Regions from separate parts of the Ovis aries genome. Here region 2 is linked to region 1. The links are chromatin contacts, called in public Hi-C maps. All regions are on one chromosome and are shown on one strand. The core of a region is the stretch at or near the end of the contact, and the rest is flanking DNA. Distances in the headings are between cores, read along the strand shown. Region 1 holds the start of LPCAT4 (lysophosphatidylcholine acyltransferase 4). Region 2 holds the start of EMC7 (ER membrane protein complex subunit 7).

Region 1 (5,320 bases), core at 1,618-4,117:
CAGCTAGGAGGTTCTCTATCTCCCTCCCTCCCCCACCCCACCACTTTTCTTGGGTTATTCCAAAGTCCCTCTCCATATATGGGGCCTCCTTTCCTACAGCCCTCCCATCTACTGCTGCTTTATTCACCTGGTTTGAATTTCAGCAAAGCCTTCTTGTTGGAACAGGTGCCCTCAGGAAAGAACAGTACCTGGTGGTGGGGGGGGGGGGGTGGAGGGGAGGGGGGCAGATCAAGGGACCAGAATGAGGTGGGTAGAAGGGGAGAAGAGGCAAGAGAAGCGTCTTCAGGAGCACGTAAAATAGAAGGGGGTCCTCCGACCTTGGACTCACCTGAGGCCACTTGCCTCCGGAGGTAGCCCGCCTCCGGACCTCTTCCACCACTCTACGCCGGGAGGCGGGGTCATGCCTGGACACCAGGATGGCTTGGTTGAAGCGAAGAAGGGCTGGGGTAAAGACAGAATACAAGGGGTCACTTGGTTCTTCCCCAGGGGCACTAACACCGGAGCTTCCTGCTCCCTTCTAAGCACAGAGCTCAGAATCTAAAAGGCTGCTTCACAAATAGTATTAATTTGCATTTCATTTGCCAGTATCAGTCGATATGGCTTCTAACTTCTCCCTTCTCTATCTGGGACCAGTTCTCTCCAGAGTCTCTGACTCCTGTCTTTTTTTGCCCAGAGTAGCCATCTCTCCCCTTCACTCCTCTTAATTTCTCACCTCCAATGACGGGAACGGAAAGGTTCTCAGCTCGAGACACAACCTTGGGCAGGTCACAGGGCAGCAGAACAATGGGGTCAAAAAAAGTAGAGTGAGGGGCGGCAACCAGGACAGGCGCTTGAAGGCGAGAGGCCCGCTGGCCCCGAACGCGAATCCGGAGGAAACCCAGCAGGAAAAAGAGCAGGCGGCTGAGGCCCAGCACCCCATGATGGCACACAGTCCTGCAGGGCAAAGCTGGGCATCAGTGGAGGCAGCTATCCTGACCTTCACTCAGCCCCAAGCTCAGACACCCAGGAAAGCAGGTGCCCTTCTTTTGCCCTCTGTTACCTGGCCAAGAGGCTAAAGTCTCGGTTAGTCTGGGACATATCCGGGTGCATCGTTTAGAGTTAAGGTCCGGGGTACCAGGGTTTGAGCTTGGCTGATTCATCTCACCTACCCAGCCTGGGTAGGAGAATTTCAGAACCCTCCCTCATCCTGTTCTCAAAGAGGGAGCAGATGGATAGCAGGGAAGAGAAAGCAGAAATTGGGTCTTTGGGGGCTGATGCCCCACTTACTTCCTCCATCCGGTAATTGGCTCCTGAAGCTGCTCCTCAGTAAGACCAGCTACTTGCAGCCAGGCAAAGGGCCAGAGGAGGAAGAGGACGATAAAGGCCAGCAGCACTCGGATGGGGGCCAGCAGTGCCCCCAGGAGGCAGAACTGCAGAGGGTGGGAGAAAAGGCCACTTCAGGGCTGTGAGATGCTCCTTACAGGCTTCCCCCCCAACAAGGATGGACCCAGGAGCAGAGGGCCATCAACCCCACCCCTGTGGATCAGCAGATAAGTAGTGTGGGAACAGGAGATGGGATTGGAACGCAAGGTGGGATGAAGATACCAATAAGGGAAAGAGGATAAACGATTAATAGATCAGTGGCCTCATTTTCGTGTCTTTCAGTTGGTCCCCACCACATCTACAAAATTAAAAGGCTGTTAAGAGGATTCAAGGATAACCAGTGTGAAAGCGCCCAGCACTGTGTTTGGTGTAGAGTAGGCTAGAGATAGTTCCTCCTCCCCCCACTCTCTTCCATAAATAGATCCCACGTCCAGCAGAAACCAGGTGCATAGTCCTTTTCATTGTGGGCCTGGGAGGTAGAGGCCAGAAAACAGAGAGGTCCACTTTTCAGACCCAGGCCAGTCTCTAGTTCTGCCCAGCAGCACGCCCCCAGTTCTAAGAACTTGGGGGAGAAAAAGAGTTCGGCCTTACTCCACACGGCAGGGGTTGCCAGGGTGACTTCAGGGGCTGCCCTGGGGAACGTGCAGGTAAACAAACCGAGTTCCAGGAGCCGACCTCAGGGGAGATGAAAGCAAAAGAAACCTTGGACACTCCCTTCTCACACCATTCCGCAGCTCCCCCAGGCCCCTGCGGCCCTCCACTTCCTGTAGCCAACCCCCTTCTTTACTTCCCTCCCCGCCCCCACCATGAGGTGCTGCAATGCGCGTGGAGGAGAGGGTAGTGCAAAGTGGGGTTGCTGGAAGGGCGCAGGGGGTGCAGGCTCCGGGCCCAGCAAGCTCTTCCATGTCAGAGCCTCGGAAAAGCACTCAGCACGCCTCTGCCCCCACCCCCGCTCTTCGTAGCCTCCAACTCCATTCTAGCCCATCTGCATCCGCAGGATGTAATCCGCAGTCTCCAGGGTTCTCCATCTCGCCCACCGCTGGGTCCCCTGCAGTTCTCCAGGCTCACCTAGTCAATTCTCACACACCTTCAGCCTGCCTATCGCCCAAGCCCGCGTCCTCTCCAGGACTCCTTGACCACCCCCGCCGCCCCCCACGTGCGAACCCCGGACTCCCCGCCCGGCTAGCCTCTCACCAACCTCCTTCCTGGATCTCCATCCCCATCTGCGTCAAGGCTCTAAAGGCCTCCTTTTTCTATCCGCGCGAGTCCTCCGGGCGCCCCCCGCCCACACCTTACCTTAACCCTCTGGAGGCGGGAGAGATGTAACTCGTGCACGAAAGGGTTGGGGGGCGCTGGGGGTCCGGGGGTAGGGTCGAGGGGGGCCCAGTCCCCCGGACTTCCCTGGCTCATAGCGGCGGGAGAAGGTGGGAGGGCGGGCGCCCCGGCCCGGCCCCGGGCCCCTCTTTGCAGAGCAGCGGCTGCGCCTGCAGCGGCGGTGGCGCTCTGGCCGCGGCCCCGCCTGGTGCGGGGCGCCGAGGGGCGGGGAGCAGGCGGCGCTGCCGGGCCCGCGTTGTCAGGGAGCCGGCCGAGGGGCGGGGCTTCCAGCGCCCGGGTGCTCCGGCTCCTCCGCGACCGCAGCCGCGGCCGCAGCCCCTCGGGCCATTGTTACGAGGCTGCGGGTTGCGGGAGCGCAATGTCCGCCTGCAGGTTGTTCCCTGGCCTGGCCCTCTGGGAGTTCCTCTGGGAAGATTCGGCCTCCGCCTCCCCGCAGGCCTCCGGCTCGGAGCGGGTTTAGGGCCGCGGGGAGCGAGCGAAGCGAAGAACGCCCTACGACCCCGCCCGGGCGTGGAGGTCACCCTGCAAGCGCAGATAGGGTGGGGCCCTCCGGCGGATGAGCAAGGAACGGTGGGCGCTCAGTGCGCGGAGGCCCGCAGCTCCCGGGCGACGCTGGCCCGAGCTGTCCCGGTGACTCCCGAGCCCCATCCATCTCTCGGAGGCCGACCACCTTTCCTTCCTGGTCGTGTCGACGCCATCGCGCGTGAACTTGGACGCTCGCGCCCTCTGGCGACCGCCTTGTGTCTCACAGCTCGGCGTCCGCGTACTACCTTCGTTAGGCAGGGCTGCCTGTCGGTTGTAAGGACTCCTTGAGCCATGCAGACTCGGGTCACAAACTTATAAGAGCCCAACTAGAGCTGGCTAGGGACGGGCAGTGAGAACCTGGAAAGCTGGGATACGTGTCTCTTTTTCCTGTCTTTCTATTTCTCTCTTTTCCTCTCTCCACTGCTTGAGAGGACAAAGGAATACCCTTCATTCCCAAACTACCCTGGAAAACTCATAAACCGTTGTCGTCAGGTTGTGGTGAGATCAGGGAATTGGGTAGACTCTGAGATCCACACCCAGTGACACAATCAGAAAGATAATTCTTGTGACAAAAAGGAAATAAAAGCCTCATTGCTTTTGGAAAGAATTTGCCTTCAGTTCACCCTGCTTTAGGGCTCTCTCCTTCATCTTTGTCAGTCACCGTATCTTGAGGGTAATGGAAACAATGGCAGGTCAATGGGCTATTGGGTCATTGAGTAATATTAATCTTTTACTGGAAAGGAGACCAGGCAAAAGCTAGGACTCACTTCTAGCTAGACCCCCTTCCCTCCCTTCTTGCCCCATAATCTACCCACTTACATTCCTGCCTCTGTTCTTATGTCAACTACAAATTGGCGCTTGCCAACGGTATTTGCCTCCTGCGTTTGTCGATATTAAATCTTGTGCTTCTGTGGCAGCTGACCTTCAGCACACCCTGGATGGAGTTAAGGGTGGAAAGTGAGGCAGTGTGTGCTCCAGGGAAACTGGTGGAGCAGGTTTTTAGATAGGTTGATATTTTCAGGAACTTATCTTATGATCTTAATCCTTGCATCTTCTTATATCTAGAAAAGCACTAAATCCTTCAGAGTGACATCAGCTCCTAGCAGAATATCTTTTGTAAGTTAAGTGCTTGATTGCATTGAACTCCCCTTTCACCAGAATCATATACAATCACCTCCTTCCGCTGCCTCTTTGGAGCAGTTTCTCAGAGCTATCTGAGGTGCTGTATCCTGGGCTATGGTCCTGATTTTTCCTCATATAAAACTTAACTCTCAATTCTCATGTTGTGCATGTTTTTGAGTCACCACTTAGGAGAGCAGCCAGCATTCTCAGAGAAATGAAAGGATATCCTCAGTTCAGTTCAGTTCAGTTCAGTTGCTCAGTCGTGTCCGACTCTAACCCCATGAATTGCAGCATGGCAGGCCTCCCTGTCCATCACCAACTCCCGGAGTTCACTCAGACTCATGTCCATCGAGTCGGTGATGCCACCCAGCCATCTCATCCTCTGTCATCCCCTTCACCTCCTGACCCCAATCCCTCCCAGCATCACAGTCTTTTCCAATGAGTCAACTCTTCACATGAGGTGGCCAAAGTACTGGAGTTTCAGCTTTAGCATCATTCCTTCCGAAGAACACCCAGGACTGATCTCCTTCAGAACGGACTGGTTGGACCTCCTTGTAGTCCAAGGGACTCTCAAGAGTCTTCAACACCACAGTTCAAAAGCATCAGTTCTTTGGCGCTCAGCTTTCTTCACAGTGCGACTCTCACATCCATACATGACTCCTGGAAAAACCATAGCCTTGACTAGACAGACCTTTGTTGTAGGCAATATTTATTTATTATAGATTTTTAGACATGATTCCATATCTCTTTAATTTTAACAATTTTTCACCTTTTTTGAGATATTAATGCCATATATGTAAGTTTAAAGTGTACAATGTGATTATTAGATATAGATATACATTTTACCTATTATTTAAGGGAAACCAGGTTCTGTATGTCTTGGCTTTTCCAAAGTAGTTTCAATATTTTTATAATTTAATTTTTTAAATTAAGGAAATTCATTAAAAGCATAATTGCACATAAGTTGTTTTTTATG
Region 2 (5,320 bases), core at 1,374-3,873, 220 kb before region 1:
TTGTGAACTTTGGAGTACTGCTTAATCTGATTGTTTCCTTACACCATGACTACCCTGGTTAATCCTTTCATTAAACTTTCCTTGAATTACTCTAATTTTTCAGTTTCTTGACGGGACCCTAACTGAATGAATTTCAAAACTTTTTTCTAGGTCCAGAAAAAAAGAGAATTCAATTAATTCCTGTGCAACACAAATAATAGCAGAACTAATGGCATAAACTAAAAGCAAATATATTTTTCATCCTAGGGTAAACAGTTTACTTTAAAAGATAACATACACATTTTACAATGAAAACTTAAAACCTGGTATTTAAAATGTATTCTGCAATACACAGACCTTGCTGGATTCTTGATGTGAAAGAACAAGCACAATAAAGTATTTCTGAAGTAAGTGGGGAAACATAAAAATGGACTGGGTACTAAATTACATTATTATTATTTATTTTGTGAAACAAATAACGGTACTGTGGGGTTTTTTTAACCCTTATCTTTCAGAGATACATCACAGTGTTTTTATAAGTGAAATTATATTATGTTTAAGATCACATTAAAATATTCCAGAAAGAAAGTAAAGAGGGGCAGATAGCAGAAATGAAATCAAACAGTAAACTGTGATGTGTTCCTAAGTTATTCTACTTTAGCATATGTCTGAAGTTTTCCATAATAAACAGTTCAAAAAAGTTAAGTATATAATCTTACATAAAGCATAGCACATAATTTCAAAAAGCTGAAAACTATCTAAATGCCCCCAAACAGAGGACAAGATAAATTAAGTTCACACACACAGTGATGAGAGCAAGAAGTGGCATGTGCAGTCTTCAGCTGAAACTCCCCTAATCTTCATTTAGTAAAGTCTCAAGTCACCTCCAACAAGCATAAACACAGTCAAAATTGCATGCTAGTTATGTATAACAGGTACAGGACAAATTATCTATCCCTCTTCCAAAATGGTTATCACAATAAGCCCCTCATATTAATTCTCAACCTTTCTACATATAAATGAAAGAACACGAAAGGGCACCAGAAGCTGCTCACAAAATAATAAATGAAAAAAAATCAAGTCATAAAGCACTGTATATTGTATATTAGTATTAAAAATGTCATATAATTCCAAAAAGATACAATAAAATGTTAAGGCTTGCTATCTCTATTCTGTTTATATTTTCTTCAATAAACAAAGCACAAATTATTTTCAATAAAAATAATGCTTATTTTAAAAACTGTATATGGCAGAAGAGAGATCAAATGGTTAATCACGGCTAATTTTCTACAGCTTAATGAGAGTTTTATTATTAAAAGATCATTTATTAGGGTGAAACTTCAAGAATGGCCTAATGCCAGATTTTTAATGATAAACAGCACTTTAAAAATGATAGTAAGCTTCTCTTCATTATTTATTAATCTGAGTTTGAAATTCTCATTCAAAGGCACCCGGAGACTCTGAATGTTTACAAAACAGATTTAGAATTAAATTGTCTTGTTTTCAGATACCACTTGTCAGTATACAAACCCATCAGAGGAACACTTCCTTTACCAGATACTTTCAGTTCAAAGTTTCACTTTCCAAGCAGCAATTGAAAAGATTTAAAATATCATATTACACTATACCTAGTCATCTGAAAAGCAAGCTGACACAGAACTACAGTGCTAATAAATTCACCACGTCTTTTAAATATAGGCTCAAATCCTATTTCTACTCATTGCCAGACAGAAGTGCATAAACACTGTAGAGTCTTACATAAATGACAACAGCGATGTTGCAAATCCCTCGATAACGTCAAGTGTAAAAAAGAACAACAATCCCACTTCCAGGCAAAAAAGGTGCTTTGATTAGGGACTTCAGGGCCCATTAATTTTAGAAGTAGCAACATTAGCCTCCAGTCTGTGTCATCACTAGAAGCCCTGTGGGCTTTGAGAATTCCCACTTGCTTAGCATCATTCTACACAACATGAAGCTACCAAAAGACTGAAATGAAGTGCAAAAAGAGGCCAAATTCCGGGGAAACCAGATGAGATGCAAAGGAAAGATTCATCAAAAGACAAATAAAGGGGTCCACCTATCCCCAGGGCCCAGAAGTGGTCGTCCCCATCCAGGGCTAAAAGGGAGTTAAAGATAACTGACTCCGCCGCTCTGGCCCTGGGACGAGCACCTGCCATCCTCATTTCTGTGGTGCAGGATCGGGAAGGGGAAAACGTCAGACTGCCTGACAAGGTACCCCCGGCACAGACCGCTAACGGTGCTCGCCCTTTCACCCTCGGACAGCGACGTCGTCCGGTTTTGACACCTAGCGCCCCCAGGGAGAATCCCCTTTCAGCTTCCATCCCAGCTGCTTTCGCGCTGCCCTCAGGATGCTCACTTCAGAAAGCCGACGTGCTCTTCTCCGTCTACCAGCACTCGGGCCGCCGAGATCCAGTCCTGGGGTTTCACTCCAGGGACAACCGCACGCCCCTCAATCTTGAAGCGATCTCCAATGCCGACCCCACTCCCTCCTGACCCGTCAGAGGTAGACCCAGACACGTCCGAGCTCTGGGCATCCCTTGATAGTAGCAGCAGGAGGACGGAAAAGAAGGCCCATAGCGTGGCCGCCATGACAGCAGCTCTCGGCGGTCAGGCCGGTAGCCCCGGAAACCCTCCCCGTCTCTCGCAGTCGCCGCAGCCGCGAGCTGATGTCGTCATCTCTGCGCGTCGGGTTCGGGCGCCCGCTATGGGCTCAAACCGCAGCGCAGGAGTCTGGGCCAGTCCACCAGCGAGATGCGAGTGTTGCGGCGACGCCCGCGCGCTAGAGAATGGAGGGCGCTGTGAGGTGCGCCACTTAAGGCAGCTGCCCACAAAGCGAAAGTGAAGTGTGAGATGTTGTGGTCCGCACTGAGAGCGACGAGGATCTTAAGTGTGTGTTCCCTGTTAAGTCCATTCAGTCGTATCCGACTGTTTGAGACCCTATGACTGTAGCCCTCCAAGCTCCTCTGTCCATGGAATTCTCCAGGAAAGAGGGGGAGTAGGTTGCCATGCCCTCCTTCTGGGGATCTTCCCAACCCAGGGATCGACCCTCATCTCTTATGCCCCATGCATTGGCAGGCGAACTTTTTTTCCCTAAATCACCAGCGCGACCTGAAAAAAAAAATTCAGACAGAGAGATGAGGATCTTAAATAGTGTCTGCAAATGAGGTTCTGATTTAGATAGAAACAAGTCCAGAACAGAGCGTTTAAAAAGCCCTGAGAGATTCCGCAAAACGTGCAAGATGAAAGGCACCCGTTTGTATGTTTCAGTTCAGTTCAGTCACTCAGTCGTGTCCGACTGTTTGCGACCCCATGAATCGCAGCACGCCAGGCCTCCCTGTCCATCACCAACTCCCGGAGTTTACCCAAACTCATGTGCATTGAGTTTTGTCAATGCCATCCAGCCATCTCATCCTCTGTCGTCCCCTTCTCCTCCCGCCCCCAAGCCCTCCCAGCATCAGGGTCTTTTCCAATGAGTCAACTCTTCGCGTGAGATGGCCAAAGTATTGGAGTTTCAGCTTCAGCATCATTCCTTCCAAAGAACACCCAGGACTGATCTCCTTTAGGATGGACTTGTTGGATCACCTTGGAGTCCAAGGGACTCTCAAGCGTCTTCTTCAACACCACAGTTCAAAAGCATTAATTCTTTGGCACTCAGCTTTCTTTACAGCCCAACTCTCACATCCATACATGACCACTGGAAAAACCGTAGCCTTGACTAGACAGACCTTAGTCGGCAAAGTAATGTCTCTGCTTTTGAATATGCTATCTAGGTTGGTCATAACTTTTCTTCCAAGGAGTAAGCGTCTTTTAATTTCATGGCTGCAATCACCATCTGCAGTGATTTTGGAGCCCCAAAAAATAAAAAGTCAGCCACTGTTTCCACTGTTTCCCCATCTATTTCCCATGAAGTGATGGGACCGGATGCCATGATCTTTGTTTTCTGAATGTTGAGCTTTAAGCCAACTTTTTCACTCTCCTCTTTCACTTTCATCAAGAGGCTTTATAGTTCCTCTTCACTTCTGCCATAAGGGTGGTGTCATCTGCATATCTGAGGTGATTGATATTTCTCCCGGCAATCTTGATTCCAGCTTGTGCTTCTTCCAGCCCAGCATTTCTCATGATGTACTCTGCATAGAAGTTAAATAAGCAGGGTGACAATATACAGCCTTGACGTACTCCTTTTCCTATTTGGAACCAGTCTGTTGTTCCGTGTCCAGTTCTAACTGTTGCTTCCTGACCTGCATATAGGTTTCTCAAGAGGCAGGTCAGGTGGCAAGAATACACAGAAGAACTGTACAAAAAAGATCTTCACGACCCAGATAATCACCATGTTGTGATCACTCACCTAGAGCCAGACATCCTGGAATGTGAAGTCAAGTCACATTAGCCTTAGAAAGCATCACTAGGAAAAAAGCTAGTGGAGGTGATGGAATTCCAGTTGAGCTATTTCAAATCCTGAAAGATGATGCTGTGAAAGTGCTGCACTCAATATGCCAGCAAATTTGGAAAATTCAGCAGTGGCCACAGGACTGGAAAAGATCAGTTTTCATTCAATCCCAAAGAAAGGCAATGCCAAAGAATGTTCAAACTGCCACACAATTGCACTCATTTCACATGCTAGTAAAGTTTGTATGTTTAAAGTAGATAAAATCTCTGCACAGAAAAACAGCTGGAGAAATATGTACTGTTAACAAAGGGTTACGTCTGGTGAAAAGGGAAAGAGTTTGAGGGAATCTATCTGCATTTATTTATCTACATTACACCATTCGTCGAGTTTTGAATGCTTTACCATGATAACAAATGAGTAGGGGGAATAGACTGCAGCACGCCAGGCTTTCCTGTCTATCACCAACTCCTAGAGCTTACTCAAACTCATGTCCCATTGGTGATGCCATCCAACCATCCTCTGTTGTCCCCTTCTCCTCCTGCCTTCAATCTTTCCCAGCATCAGGGTCTTCTTAAATGAGTCAGCCCCTCCCATCAGGTGACCAAAGTATTGGAGTTTCAGCTTCAGCATCAGTCCTTCCAATGAATACTCAGGAATGATTTCCTTTAGGATGGACTGGTTGGATCTCCTTGCAGTCCAAGGGACTCTCAAGCGTCTTCTCCAACATCACAGTTCAAAAGCATCAATTCTTAGGGGCTCAACTTTCTTTATAGTCCAACTCTCACATCCATACATGACTACTGGAAAAACCATTGCTTTGACCAGACAGACCTTTGTTGGCAAAGTAATGTCTCTGCTTTTTAATAGTCTGCCTAGGTTGGTCATAGCTTTTCTTCCAAGGAGCAAGAATCTTTTAATTTCAAGACTGCAGTC

The links. A called contact is a pair of places that touch in the nucleus more often than the background predicts.
Region 2: a Hi-C map of hypothalamus shows a contact between it and region 1, with 4 times the contacts expected there. The contact joins the promoter of EMC7 here to the promoter of LPCAT4 in region 1. A contact is called at or near these places in 4 of 16 Hi-C or Micro-C datasets (blood, hypothalamus and tail adipose tissue).

What each region holds. Positions count from the first base shown.
Region 1 is chr7:26,465,280-26,470,599 of ARS-UI_Ramb_v3.0, reverse strand. LPCAT4 (lysophosphatidylcholine acyltransferase 4) reads right to left here and starts at 2,867. Exons shown (of 14, transcript XM_027971651.2): 1 at 2,659-2,867; 2 at 1,267-1,409; 3 at 713-933; 4 at 329-441; 5 at 128-188. The coding sequence starts at 2,772.
Region 2 is chr7:26,689,355-26,694,674 of ARS-UI_Ramb_v3.0, reverse strand. It overlaps EMC7 (ER membrane protein complex subunit 7), which reads right to left and starts at 2,623. Exons shown (of 5, transcript XM_004010419.6): 1 at 2,357-2,623. The coding sequence starts at 2,589.